2 separate regions of the Rattus norvegicus genome follow, and region 1 is linked to region 2. Evidence: chromatin contacts called from public Hi-C data. All regions are on one chromosome and are shown on one strand. The core of a region is the stretch at or near the end of the contact, and the rest is flanking DNA. Distances in the headings are between cores, read along the strand shown. Region 1 holds the start of Dnpep (aspartyl aminopeptidase). Region 2 holds the start of Cnppd1 (cyclin Pas1/PHO80 domain containing 1).

Region 1 (7,082 bases), core at 4,248-6,747, 170 kb before region 2:
TTAGCATTTAAAGATGTTTTATTTAAGACCTTTTTTTTGACAATGACACATGTCAGCTCTTGGCAGTACCCTATTACTTTAAAGAAGATGATGAGCACTGAAGAACCTCCTTTTGGAGTTTGTTTCAGATCTGGCAAACTGCTACTGGGCAAGAAACCTCCCTTGCTTCAATTGCTGACAGTGTGCTGTCCAAGCCAGGATAAGCAGGACACAAAGAGTGCTGACTGCCAAACTCTGGCAGGACAAGACAGAGAAGTCCTTTATAGTTCCTGCTTCACAGGAAAACCTGTCAGATATTCTGGGCCAGTAGGCTGAAGAGACGGACGCTCCAGTGTTGCAGAGGAATCTTGGGTGGCTGTCCAAGCAGCCAACAATCTGACATTTCTACAGTTTTAGAAGCTGCTTGCTCTGCACTCCCTGCTTATTCAGATAATATTTATCCTTCTCAGGTCTCTAATGGGGTTGAAGACTTGCAGTTAAGCTAAAGTTGTTTAGGATTTAAGAAAATGTTTTAAGGTCTAAAAGGATGTTTTTAAGCTATAAATGCAAGTTATATAGGAATTGCTTTAATTACAGAACTTTGAACTCGCCAAGATAGGATAGATTAGAGTACTTTTTCCAAGGTTATCAAATACACAAAGAATGGACATTGTGAATGTAATTCTTACCTGATAGTATATAGTTTATTGATGTTGGAGAAAGCATCTTTTGCTTACACAAAAAGGGGGAAATGTTTCAGGATATCTGATCACATTATGAACCCCATGCTTGTGAATTGGAAAAACAGGGTTCTTTTTGTCGTGTGGCTCTGCCCTAGCTCACAAGAGCTTTTTGTAAACAGGAACAAAAAAAAAAAAAAGGCAACCATAAGTCAAGAGGAGGAGCAAGGAACCGGTTGACAAGGAGTGAACATGAGAAAACACAGGAAGTAGAAAGGAGGGACATTGAGTTGAAGGGTATTTAAGACAACACGAAGAAGGAGAAAGGGCTTTTTCTTCCTGGGATGTAGGTAGAGGGAGAAGGTCGCTGGGTGCTCTCTCTGCCTCTCTGAGCTAGCAGGTTTCACCCCAGCATCTGACTCCTGAGTCTTCATCGGTAAAATCGAATGTTTGAGATTTTGTTTTTTTAAAAAGATAAAGAGTGGTACCCATTCACAATCCTATTGCCCAGGAAGCTGAGATAGAAGAAACGAGAATTCAAGTTCAGTCTGGTCTACATAGTGGCTACCTGGGTAGTCTGAGTCACATACTCACACACTGTCTCAACCACAGCAGTAAAACCAGGCTGAAAGTGTGGCTCAGTGCTACAGTGCTCAGTCTAGCATTCACAGCAACCTCGGTTTACTCTTCAGCTCTGAAAAAGAGAAATCTAACAACGTCTTAAGTCTGGTGGTAATCCCTGTGTCTTAGGGTTTCGTTGCTGTGAAGAGACACCATGACCACAGCAACTCTTTTATAAAGGACAACGTTTAACTGGGGCTTTCTTAGAGGCTCAGAGGTTCAGTCCATTATCATTAGGGCAGGAAGCATGGCAGCATCCAGGCAGACATAGCACTGGAGGAGCTGAGACTTCTACCTCTTGTTCCACAGACAGCTAGGAGAAGACTGCCTCCATTGTGGCTTGGAGGAAGGTCTCATTGCTAGCCCCCATGGTGACATACATCCTCCAACAAGGCCACACCTCCTAATAGTGCCATTCCCTGGGCCAGGCATATTCAAACCACCATACCCTGATTTTTTCCTTTTCTAGAGATTTCCCAGATACTGATTGTGTTGGTCAACTTGATACCAGATGGTGGAGATCCTATGGCCCAGAAACAGCAGAAATAAAATCAAACCTTATAACACCATGGTTGGGGAGGCTAAGTCAAGAGGTTCATTGTGAGTTCAAGGCTGGCATGGTTTAGATATGGGTCTAAGAGCAGCCTGGGCTACTTGGTGATATCCTATCTCAAAACACACACACACACACACACACACACACACACACACACACACACACACACACCACATACATACATACATACATACATACATACATACATACATACATACATGGTGTGATAGTTTGTATATGCTTGGCCTAGGGAGTGGCACTATTAGAAGGTTTGACCCTGTTAAGAGTAGGTGTGGCCTTGTTAGAGTAGGTGTGTCACTGTGGATGTGGGCTTTAAGACCCTCATCCTAGCTGCCTGGAAGCCACTATTCTGCTAGTAGTTTTCATATAAAGATGTAGAACTCTCAGCTCCTCCTGCACCATTCCCGCCTGGATGCTGCCATGTTCCTTCCTGCCTTGATGATCAGGGACTGAACCTCTGATCCTGTGAGCCAGCCCCAATTAAATATCCTTATAAGAGTTGCCTTGATCATGGTGTCTGTCCACAGAAGTAAAATTCTAAGACACACGGGGAGGGGGAAGAAAATGAGGGAGAGAAGCACACCAAGTCACACATTGAAGACAAGACAGACAAGCAGGGTGGTGTCTTTCTATAGCTTCAGGCTGAGCCATCCAGCTTCAGTGTAACCCAAAGCAGCACACTGAGCAGTGATTGAAAGGGAGACCAGGCTGCTGTTCGCTGGACAGAAGCAAGCAGCAAAGTTTCATTGATTTTTCTGGAATGGATTAAGCCTTAGTAATTGCCCATTGGTCATGGGAAAGATTTCCAAAGATCTTTTCCTCCTCGGGCACAAACATTCTGGTCTTGCGGCTTGCAGGCTAATGTGTAGGGACTTAACCCAGGAACCACTGAGTCACTCATTGTCACATAAATGTCCTGGCCCTGTGATTTGGTCGGAGCCTCCTGATAAGGCTGAGGAATGCTGGTGCTTGAGCTGTGCAGAGAGGACAAGGTCACGGGATGAGATACTCACAGCAGATGTAATGGCGACAGGCTGAGCCAATCCAGAATTATGTCTCCTTCCACCGTACGGGCTCCAGAATGGAACCTGGGGCATTGTTCCAGCCCTACAGGGACAGACACAATAGGAAAGACGTGCCAAGACTTTTGTCCCATTCAGAGACCTGAAGTGCAAGTGAAGAGTCCATGTTTTCAGCAAAAGTGACTTTGAGTTTCTGCAAGGTAACTGAAGCAACTACTATGACAAGCCTGACACCAGGGGTGTCGTAGCAAAGCTGGAGGGACAGTCAGTGTACAGCTCAGTGCTCTTACCCACCGAGCCATCTCTCCAGCCCCCAGCCTGGTATCTTATGGCAGTACATTTCACAGCAAGGATGGTGAGTGTGGATGGAGTATCAAGCTGGACCAGTTCACGAGAACTCACTGAGACATTCCCAAGGATTTGGTGATCCTGTTGTTAAACGCAGCAGTCATCAAAACATTATGGTTTTGATGTATATAGATGTACAATTAAATTATATTGCAGAGACAATAAAAATTTAAAACCACCAGTTTTTCAACTATCTTACCGCGTCTTACATTTTTGTTGTAGAGGTTATTTATGTCCAGTGCATCTGCCGGGCAGAACCATATGCAGTGGCTTGCTTCTGCACACCTCTTCCCAGATCTGTGTTCAGTGACATCGCGCTCATAGCTTGAAAACAGCCATATGGAGTATTTACATTTTAGAACATCGAATATAAAGGCAAGTGTTACCTCAAGCCTTTTCTGATGCCTACTATTGCCAAGAATTTCTATTTTCGTTTATCAAATCAATTAAAAATGGATCATCATTTTAAACTCACATTTCCTAGGTTGACATGAGACAGCTGCCTGGCAGTTTAATAGCGTCCCTTGCTCTCATAAATAGAATTTTAAAAATACGTTCGTAGTTTCTACTTAGTTAATATACAGGACCTCAAATACTTAGTTGGATTCAAGGATGCAGAACCCACTCATTCAGAGAACTGACCATACCGTCTCAGTTATCAGTAGCTTAGAATGTAGCCCCTTTCCCAAGTAACCAGACCCTAAAGAACAGGTGAGACCATCCTTCTTGTGGTCCACTTAGCACTGAGCTTCATACATAATGTGACTTATATAATTATTAAGGGGTATTAATTGTACAAATCAGTAGGGTTACAATGATATCCAAAGAATAGTTAAGAGACTACACAGATGTAGTCTGTCACCCGCTGAATGGATCTTGAAACTGCCCTCTTTGAGGTGAGGGTGGCAGGACCTTTCCAGACTCTATCCCTGTTCACTCGCATCCCAAGTATAAAAGCAGATGTCCCCAGAGACTTGTGAGCCCTGGAAAGATTATTACACTTTTGGTAGGTGGACTCTATTTTGAACCCCAGAGCCATAAGAGTCCTGATCCGTCGATGTATGGATGAGTTTTAAGATTGCTACTCAACACTCTTGACAGGGAAACATAATATTGGAATTGTCTCCAAGAATACACGGGTCTACTTCCCCCCTTTCCCCCGATTGTCTAAAAGCGTAGAAAGAGTCAGTAGGGGCAGCTCATGCCTGTATCTCCAACAACTGGAAGCCATGGATTTGAGGCCAGCCTGGGCTACTACGTAGTGAGTTCTGGAAAAGCCTGAACAGCATTGAAACCCTGTCTGAAAGAAAAAAAAAATAATCATGGGTATCAGAATCAAATCTCAAGGCCACCCAAATCGCTGTGTGATCTTGAAAAGGTTACTGACTTCTGTGTTCCTCAGAGACCTACTGAATAGCTTAACATTTAACCAAGGACGAGAGAAAAAGACCTACGAAGCCTCTTGCTGTTGTTCTAGGCTCTGCAAACAAATTCATGGAGTCAAAAGCCCAGCTGTGACATTTGTAACTAGAGACAGATTAATCTCCTCATTCCGTTAATTCGTCTACAAAAAGTTGACAGTAAACTTCTGAGGATTACATGCCATAACACGTTTAGATTTATCTTAAGTTCATGGAGGTCAGCGGCTGTGCTAATACCACCGAGGCGCTAGAGGGCCCTGCTGCGGCGGTGGGCTCCCCTGCCTAGGGTGCTCCAGGAGCTGAACGCCTCGCCTCAGCTTCAAGGCTGCTGACAAAGGGAAGGGCAGAGGGGGTTGACGCCAGTAGGACTCCGCCTGATGGAGGCGGGGCGAGAGAGGCAGCAGGGGCGGGGCCTGCTGAGGAAGCCCTGAAGAGGCGGAGCTAGAGGAGCAACGGGGGCAGGGTCTGGAGAGTAGCCCTGATGGGGCGGAGCTAGTGGAGCAATGAGGGCAGGGCATGAGACACATCCCCTAACGGGGCAAAGCTAGGGGACAGAGGGGCGGGGCGCGGTATGACTGGTGCTGACTAGTCCACGTGGTTAGAACGCACCCTGATTGGGAGGAGGCAGGTCAGTGAGGCGGGAGCGGAACCGGAACATGTCCTAACAGGGGCGGAGCTCTCGGAGTAGTGAGGATGGGACGCGGCCTGATTGGCGCAGAACAGTCCGCGTGTTTGGAAGGAGGCCTGACGGGAACTGAGCGAGAAGCAGGGGTGGAACCCGACCGAGGCCTGAAAGGGGCGGAGCTCCGGAGCAGCGGGGGCGGGGCGAGGCCTGGTTGAGGTGGAGACCCGGTGGGGCCTGACGAGAGGCGGAGCCCACAGCTCGGCGAAGGCGAGGCCTGATCAGGAAGGGAGGAGCGGAGAGGCAGGGGCGGGCCGAAGTCCGACCCCTGGAGAGGAGTGCGGTAGGACTATGCAGGTAGGTGGCTGCCGCCGGTCGCGCCTCAACTTCGTCTAGACAGCCGGCCGCGCGCCCTTTTGGAGCTACGCTTAAGGCGGCGCTGAGACGAGCGTACTCCGGTTTCAAAGTAAAACTGAAAGCCTCCGCGGTGGCCTGACCTTCCGGAAGTCTGAAGGGCTGTCCAGGGACTGACTGGGAGGGAGGACAGGTGGAGTAGTGCTTTGATTCCGGACACGGTGGCCTTTTCAGATTTGAGGTCCGCTCCGCTGCTGGATTTCCGGGCTGGGCGGGGAGTGGGTTGGGATTTAGGGGGCGGGCCTTTCAGGTCCTGCAGTTCCAGGGACAAAACTGGGTGGAGGTCCTCTAGCCTTGGAACTGAACCTTTGAGTCGAGGGCGGTCGGTCGACCTAGGAATCCACATCTGTCGCTAATGAATCCCCCGGAAGCAGAGGTTGAGCCTTGGCGTTCTCATTTCTAGGATCCTCGGAGCTCGGGTGAAAAGAGTGGTCCTAGACTTGGCAACAGCTTGAATTCCCCCTTCCTTCCCCGTAGGTGGCCATGAACGGCAGAGCTAGGAAAGAGGCTATCCAGGCCACAGCCAGGGAGCTCATCAAGTTCGTGAACCGGAGCCCCTCTCCTTTCCATGGTAGGTGACCACGGTTAGGGAGGCTAGAAGTGGGAGTAATTTAACCAACTTCCATTGCTGTGAGAGCCCTTTTCCTACAGTCGTGGCCGAGTGTCGCAGCCGCCTACTCCAGGCTGGCTTCCGTGAACTCAAGGAAACAGAGGGCTGGGATATCTTACCAGAAAACAAGGTACTAAGGGATAGTATGGGGTCAGACCCTGTTTCAAAGTCCTGTGTTCCAGGTCATTAAGCAACTCACGCCCCTGTCTTTCAACTTTCTCCCCCAGTACTTCTTAACCAGGAACTCCTCCACCATCATTGCTTTTGCTGTGGGGGGCCAGTATGTTCCTGGCAATGGCTTCAGCCTCATTGGGGCCCACACGGACAGTCCCTGCCTCCGGGTAAGGAGTTAGGACTTGGCTGGACTGAAGGGAGGTGCGGGGGCAGTTGGGATGAAGAGATCTATGAGGCTCAATTTGGAAGGCTCTATCCCAAGGTCCTGGGAAGTAGGCAAACCTGCCCCATGCTCCCCCACCCCCACTTTCAGCTGTCAACTGATGTGATGTTTGCTCTGTATAACTTATTGCCTGAGTCTCACTTCCAGATATTACCTTTCAGACATTCCCTTTCTTCTCATTTTTATGCTCAGGTGAAACGCAAATCTCGCCGAAGCCAGGTGGGCTACCACCAGGTGGGCGTAGAGACCTATGGTGGTGGGATCTGGAGCACGTGGTTTGACCGGGACCTGACCTTGGCTGGACGAGTCATTATCAAGGTGGTATAGAGGGGCTAGGAACTGGGGAGGTTCTCTCTTCGGCAGCCTGAAGATTGAGTGTCACATTTCTTCA
Region 2 (7,733 bases), core at 4,482-6,981:
TGCAGGCTACGGAAGGATGTCCCTCGCCTTCATCACGTCCACTAACCCAAATGGAAAATTATTTACAGACATAAAACCAATCCTGGGCTTGGTATTATACCAGGTCCCAGGACAGCAGGCGGGCAGGCAGGCAGAGTGGGCTGGCTTCCATCTGACAGCCAGCTTTCCCACACAGTGCCTCTCTCTCCCCAGAGTGGTAGGGAGAGGAGAAAATGTGACAAGCCTAGTTAGGAAGCCCTAGTGTGCCTGCAGCTCATTCTGCCATGGCTCATGGCTCAACCACTGCATGAGCCTCTTGGTCTGACTGTACCAGAGAATGGCTGTCTGGCCCCAGGGGAGGAGGAGGCAGAACATCAGGGGGCTTTGGGGGCATCTCTGGTCCCAAGCCCAGCTCTGCATTCAGCTGCTCCAGCTCCCCCTGATCCAGCAACTCAAAGTCCTCAGTGGTGAGTGCCTCTTCTTCCTCAGGAGCAGTCAGGGCTTGAGGTGAGTCCTGGGGAAGGGATGGGAGCACAGAGGGAGAGAGGAGGGTAACTGGACCACTTTCAGCAAGGCATAGTTGGGGTGAGAGGGTGCTGGATGGAGCCATTAGGTCACCACTCACTGCCTCTGGGCTCAGGGTCTCCACTGGTCCTCCAGGAGGGCATTTCACTCCTTCCTGGGGGGACCCTGCCCCATTGAAGTGCGTATTCACAAAGTGAAGCGGGGATGAGAGCTGAAGCAAGGTTTCCTTGTCTGCAGCCCCCTCCTCTTCGGTATCCAGGGCTTGCTTTGAGAGGGCCGGAGGAGCACTTAGCAGGTCTTCAGGAGGGGCCAGCTCTGTCTCCTCCCCATCCCCTAGTTCCCGGCTCAGAGCCTCTTCTGGCTCACTTGGTAGGCTCTGCTGGTCCAAATCTGTGCAGAGAATAAAGAGTTAAGAATGAGCCGCTTTCTCTAACTGGCCACAAAAGTCAGTAAGTTCATGATAACTTGGGAAGCTGCCCCGTGGTGCATGCCTATTGTAATCCCAGCATTTGAGGGTGTGGGGAGGAGGGACCGGGAGTTCAGGCCATCTGCTGCTACAAATAGAGTTCAAAGCAAGCCTAGACTAAGATCCTTTCTCAAAAAGCAAAGCAGAGCTGAAGAGATGGCTTAGTGGTTAAGAGCACTTGCTGCTCTTGCAGAGGACCCAGGTTCAATTCCCAGTAACCACATGGGGGCTCACAATCCACCATAACTCCAGCTCTAGGAGATCAGATGCCCTGATCCTCTGACATTTGCAGGCACCAGGTATCCGTATGGTGTGCACACATTATGCAGGCCAAATAGTCATACACATACAATAAACAGATCTAAAAACAACCAAACACACAAAGCAAGCAAAGAAGAGGGAGCTAAGGTTCTTGGGAGCTTAGGGTAGGATTAGACAATCTTTGTTACAGGAAGCATTTCTGGAACTCAGAGATCACAGTTCGCAACAACTCAGTATCAGGGAGCAGGAAGATAAAGAGGGGCAAAAGACTGCTCATACCCTCAGAAACATCTGTCAGTTGTGGGGTGGTGGCCCGAGAGACAGAGAAACCACCGCTCTCTAAGATAGAGGCCTCCTCATCTGACAGCTCAGAGTCTGTAATAGCCAAGGCCAGGGCTGTTTTCTTCACATCCACCTGCAGGAAAAGCAGGATGAATCCAACATTCAGGGATAAGCACACTTTACCCTCAAGCCTTCTGGTTTCCAACTACTTGAGAACAGGTAGCTCTAAAGCAGATACATTCTCGCCCCTCCCTCTGCCTTTTCCTTTTTCTTTTCTTTGGAGATAGAGGTCTTATGTAGTCTGGTTGATCTCAAACTCATAATGAAAACCAGGCTTGTCTTGAATTCTTGATCCTTCTGCTTCCTCCTCTCAAATAAGATTACATGTGTGCATCACAATACCCAGCCTCCCTTTGGCCTTCTATTTGACACCCCATTGTCCCTGGACCTCACCACTGGAGAGAAGCCAGCCAACTCTGCCTCGCTTTCACTCTCTGTTTCTGCCAGTGGCTCATCTCCTGCTGGGGGTGCATTCTTCCCTTGACGCTCTAGAGAAGGGCAATAAAGCAACGATGAGCAAAGATAATGGTGGTGATAAATACGGCTAAGGAACTGGAAATGATTTAAATTCCAGGACACACTATGAGCCATAAACTACAGGCTCTCTCTGCCTCTCCTGTCCAGGTTAAGAGAATCCCTTACTTCTCTTGTCATGTTTGTGGTGAAGGGCATCGGCTTCTGCCTTCATACTGTAGTCCAGCTGCATGAGCAAGGGCTCCAGGCGAGTATACATCCTCTGGATCAATTCATGATAAACCACCAGGGGCCACAGCAGGATACTTAGCACTATGGGTTAGAAAGTCCACTCAGAGCTCAGTAGGCCACTTGCCTAGGAACCTACACCCAAACTGTCTCCTAAACAGGTAGGTCTGAACATCCTTTTCTAAGGCAGTGACAACCTCTTCCCTCATCTAGTACTCTCCTCCCCAGATGGCTAACTAACAAAGAAAATGCAGTCTTCCCTTTGGGTCAACCAGGGAAAGAAGAACAGGAAGGGCTGTGGAAACAGCAGGGATGAGTCTACTCACAGACAATGTAGGAAATCATAATTCCTGGAACATAGTGTCCCAACACAGCTAGCACAGCACAGCCAGAACAGACTCGAGCACAGAACTGCAGAGAAGAGCACAGGGTCTATGAAGAACACTAGGCTTAAACCATGTGCACAATCATCAGGGGAAGAAACTATTATTTATCTGGTAGAAAAAATGGGAACTGACTGAAGAAATTTACAATCGACACTGCGCATGTCACTCCTCTCCCAGCCCCTGGCTCCTGCAACCATTGTGGGATGAGGTTTACCTGAGCTGGATTCTGCCTCTTGTACTGCAACAGCTCTTGCAGGTGAATCTGGAAGGTGAGCCAGCTCTCAGCCAGGTATCTGCACAACTCGGGCACACTCAGCAGGTGCGGCTGGGCGCCTGACCCCGCACCCTCACTGGGGAGACATGATATGACCCCTGGAAGCCTCAGAAACCAGCTAAGACACTCAAATCACTTTGAGACTGCTGATGAGATCTTCAATCTGGAAATCTGGAAAACCCCACCTTCCCCAAAGGAAATCATCCTAGTCTTGGGAAGTAAATCCCCAGGGTACGAAACCCTCTACCTCCACAGGAGAAGAAACAGCATCTGCATAGAAAGAAGTCTAGAGCCAAGCATGCTTTTGCTTGCTTTAAGTCCCTTCGCTACACAGGGCCTAGGCCTGCAAAAGCCACATTCCTGCTCCTCTAAGCTGAGCACAGCAAGCAGACCACATTTGGGCATCTTCTTTAAAAGGTGGCCTATACTCACCTGTCGGAGTGCGGTTCTTCAGGGGGTGGTGCTATGGAGAAAAGGGGGTGGGAGTAAATTAAGCATTCAAGAGGCATTTAGAGACAGATTCAAAGTCAGAAAGAGCTGCCTCTCTTTAGCATTCTTTAGTCTCAAATTTTTAGTAATCCTCCTGTCTCTTGCTCACAGGCATGAACCACACTACACAAGGTCCAGAGTATTTCCTTCATACACCAACAGGCAGCTGTATGACATGTTGTTTCTGTACCTGTCTTTCCTTTTTGTAGTTATGGGAATTGAGCCCGGGGCAAATACTAGGCAATGCTATACCACTTAGCAGCATCCCCAGGGTACGCCTTGAACTTGCACCCTCCCGTGTCAGACTCTTAAGAAGCTGGGATGGTAGGCCTGTGCCACCAGGTCCACCTTTGTCCCCTTTAAACTCTGCCTTTATCAAACACAGGACCCCACACTTTATACATTTGTGTCCCAAGTAATTCATACACGGCCAGATATATAGTTGTTCCAAGATCCACATTAAGTGTATAGGAAAGCAACTCCTATCATGTTCTCTCATTTAACCATCTCTCTCTGTGATTTCTCTGTTTCTACAATTCTTTTCTTCCTTCCTTCTCTTTGACAAGGTTTCTCTGTATAGTTCTGGCTGGCTCCCACTCTGTAGACTCAGATGGCCTAGAGATCTGCCTGCCTCTGCCTCCCAAATTCTGGGATTAAAGGCAGGTGGGTGGCACCAAGCCCATCACGCCCAACACTTTTGCAATTTTTTCAAGGCCATACATGCTGCTCACAAAGGGAAGGGTAGTGAACAGGACCCAGGTGCTTCAGCTACAAGCTTCACACCCTTTTTTTTATTGAAACAATGTCTCACAATGTAGCTCTGGCGGTCTTGGAATTCCGAGCATAGACCAAATTAGCCTAGAACTCCCAGAGACTCCCCCCCCCACCCCCCTCCGTCTCCTGAGTGCTGGGATTAAAGGTATGCATCACCACACCGAGCTTTAAATACGCTATAGTTTTGACTACTACACTCACAAGAACATTATTTTTGGGAAAGAAACAAATCTCATTTCAGGCAATTTTCTTTAAAACAAACACAGAAGGGCATGGAGGATGCCTTAGGTGATAAATGGCCTTGCTGTGCCTTCCCTCAAGTAGCAGGGAGATGCACAGGGCAGGTGCACAATAGTGCATGTGGAATGAAGAAACTCACCTGAAACGTCAGGGAGAAAGCGAGGATGCCAGAGATCCAGGAGAAAATAGGTCAGAAGTGATATGCTGAGCAGGAAGAAGGGCCGAAGGGACGACGAAGACAACAACCTTAGGGAGACAGTCATCTCAGCAGACAGTGGGTGAGAGCTCCCAAATCCATCGAAAAATCACAGAAAGACCCACTGATGGGGAGATGGCCCTCTAAGCCTTGCCTGTCACTAAAAGACTAAGAAATGGGGCAACCTGGTGCAGGATCACCACCCCAGACGCTGACAGCCCTCGAAGGGAGGTGAGCACCCGGTCCTCCCGCCCCCGCTCTCCCGCGCAGCCCGGCCCCGCCCCCTCCTCCGCGGCCGTTACCAGAAGAGGCCGTTGAGTGTGGCCGCCGTGACCAGGCTGTGCAGCGGCTTCTCCCATACCAGCAGTCGCTGTGCAGCCGCCAGCACCGCCTCCCAGCCACGGAGCCGCAGCCACAGGGACGTAGCCAGGCGTCCCACCGCCTCGGCTGCGGCCGCCTCCTCCTCCGCGTCGCCGGTGGCCTCACCCATGCAGAGGCCCAGCCCCAAGCCCAGGCCCAGCCCCGAGGTGCCACCCGCGCCGGTGTTACCGCCACCGCTGCTTGCCATCACCGCGCCGCAGCCGCTGCCCGAGCCCGCGAGGAGCCAGGGCTGCGCGGCCGCCGCCGAGGGCGCGTCAGACGGAAGGGGGCGCACGCCCGGGCGAGCAAAAAAAAAAAAAAAAAAAAAAAAAAAAAAAAACAACCTGCGGTCAAGTGTCACGTGACCGAGCGCGCTGTCATGTGACGTGCCCTAACAGCCCGGATGGGAGGCCCACGCATGCGCGGTGGCAGCTGCCGTGATCCTGCACCCACGAAGTTGTGCTTCCAGGGTGCTGGAGTGGTGACCCGGGGCGGGCGTCGAGGCTTCTCAGCCTGAGGTCTTTTCCCGGTGTTTACAGAGCCACTGGAGATCTCCCGTGAGGCTCCGACCGAAGGAAGTGGGCTTCCAGGTCCCCAGGATCTTGGCTAGGATCTGCTTGAGATCGGGAAGGGCGGTGCCATCCCCATTACTCAACCCTTTTCGCCTCCATTCCCCTCCCCTCCGCGGATAAACAAACACCAGCGCGTGACATTAATGACTTCAAAGCAGCTTCACCAACTTCGAAAAGTTGCTTCTTCCTTCTTCGAGCGTCGGCCCTCTTTCTTCCCCAAATCTTTCAGCGGCAAATTGGGTGGAAGGCGTGTTTGAAAATAAAACATTCCAGGCGCTGTTTACTTTGGGGAGACTTGTTTAACATCGTACATTGAGGCTTCATATCTTTTGAGATCATTTAATTGCTGGAGTAACCCTACAAAATACAGTATGTATTCGAGTTTTACACTTTCAAACTTCTAAGGGGCGTAAAGGTTCAACAGATTCCCTTCCACCTTGTTCACAGTTCTCCCACGGGTAAGTTTCTTGTTTATCTTTCCTGTGCATTGCTGATTGAGTGCGCCTTCCCTAAAACCTGGGAAGCAATCTCGTGTTGCCTCTGTGTTAAGCTAGTTAATATCTGTACCACGACCCCAAAGTCTGGTCGGCGCGTTCACCCTCGGTGTGTCGCGGTCCCCTGGGAATGGTATCCCAATTCATCCCCAGTGCTCGGCGGGAGGTTGGGCAGGGCAGGAGGCGCTTCCTGCTGGGCGTGCGGATTCGTCGGCAACACTCCCGCAGCTTATAAACGCCAGGCGGACACGGCAGGGACTGAGAACACTTCTGAGCCTCATACCTCCCAGTTTGCCTGGTGAGCGCCGCGCGTGTCATCGGGCACTGGGGAGGCCTAGTCGCACGCGGAACAGGAAGAGGCGTCCCACGGCTGCCTGCGAGAAGGGCGGCGGCCCTTTCGGGAGAGGTGGGCCTACGGGTGAGGACGGCTCTACAGGTCACTTACGATTCCTTCCCTTCCCTTCCACCTTCTCAGGGTGGCAGCTGACGGGGCGATGGACCTGGCTGGGCTCCTACTGGACGAAGAAGGCACCTTCTCCCTCTCTGGTTTCCAGGACTTCACGGTGAGAGCGCAGTCCGCCTGTTCTCTGCCTTTGGGAGTCGGAACTCCTGGGTGTTTACTTGCTATGCTCTGTTTTGGGCGACTGTTTAGAGCATGCCGACTTGGAAACCCATGCCACCTGGGCCTGAAGGCAAAGCCTCAGGTTATAAGAGGGGAACGGCTAGTGATTAGACTGGGGTCCATCTGATTTCTAATTGTCTAGTCTTCTACTGGGAGCCCTCAGTGATGGCAGGGGCAGGGTGAAATTGTCTTTCCCTGTGGACAAAACTAGGCTGCCATTAGCAAATGATCCTGGGAACTCGGGGCTGGGTAGAGTATAGGCCCAGTGGCATACCCTGGATTTCCACCAAACCCTTCCCTGTTCACTCTCCACTACTCCTGGCCCTGTTTCAGTTTCTTCCAGGACACCAAAAGCTGAGCGCTCGAATCCGAAGGAGACTCTATTATGGCTGGGACTTGGAGACAGACTGCAGCCTGGAGGAGCTCTCCAGCCCTGTGGCAGGTTAGGCTGTGGGGTGTGTGTGTGTGTGTGTGTGTGTGTGTGTGTGTGTGTGTGTGTGACTGAGCAAGTGGAAACTTGGAGGACTGGGTTGTCATAGTCACCCAAATGCCTGGAGGTTTGCCCTTCTGAGCTGCACTGTGTCTCATTATTACTAGCTTGGTTGGTACTTGGTTTGACAATGCAGGCCATGTTTCAAATTCTTTTAGCCCACATGAGTAAAAACAGCTCATAAATTGCAGTCACTTATTTTTATGGCTTTGTGTGTACTCGGTGAGCATTCTACCACAGAGCTCTATCCCAAGTTCTACTTCCCCTTTTGATTTATAGGTCAGAGATTTAAGTTTCCTAAGAATACATGTTACACATTTCTCACATAAACAAGGCACAGTTCTCAAACATTAGGGGAGGATAAACATGAGTAACAGTAGAAAAGCAAGACTTTCTGCTGAAAAAAGCTGAGAGTCACCCTTGGAATGGGCTTTTATCCACTTAGAATTTGGGGGTGGGGTATGGTGGGAAAATCAAGGGCTGAAGGGTTGACACAGTGTCTTACTGCATAGATCTGAGTAGCCTGGAACTCACTGTATAGATCTGGGTGGCCTCTACCTT

Evidence for each region. Hi-C and Micro-C count contacts between places; a contact is called where the count stands out from the background.
Region 1: a Hi-C map of mammary epithelial cells shows a contact between it and region 2, with 2.2 times the contacts expected there. The contact joins the promoter of Dnpep here to the promoter of Cnppd1 in region 2. A contact is called at or near these places in 1 of 12 Hi-C or Micro-C datasets (mammary epithelial cells) and 1 of 1 datasets of contacts at active chromatin or transcription factors (oligodendrocytes).

What each region holds. Positions count from the first base shown.
Region 1 is chr9:84,255,866-84,262,947 of GRCr8, reverse strand. Dnpep (aspartyl aminopeptidase) reads left to right here and starts at 5,497. Exons shown (of 15, transcript NM_001024879.1): 1 at 5,497-5,627; 2 at 6,162-6,255; 3 at 6,336-6,424; 4 at 6,522-6,635; 5 at 6,884-7,009. The coding sequence starts at 5,622.
Region 2 is chr9:84,086,531-84,094,263 of GRCr8, reverse strand. Cnppd1 (cyclin Pas1/PHO80 domain containing 1) reads left to right here and starts at 5,731. Exons shown (of 9, transcript NM_199112.1): 1 at 5,731-6,024; 2 at 6,536-6,623; 3 at 7,016-7,124. The coding sequence starts at 6,555. Retreg2 (reticulophagy regulator family member 2) reads right to left here and starts at 5,273. Exons shown (of 9, transcript NM_001100760.1): 1 at 4,937-5,273; 2 at 4,578-4,684; 3 at 3,368-3,398; 4 at 2,876-3,011; 5 at 2,602-2,686; 6 at 2,216-2,359; 7 at 1,967-2,061; 8 at 1,511-1,646; 9 at 1-894. The coding sequence starts at 5,202. The coding sequence ends at 269.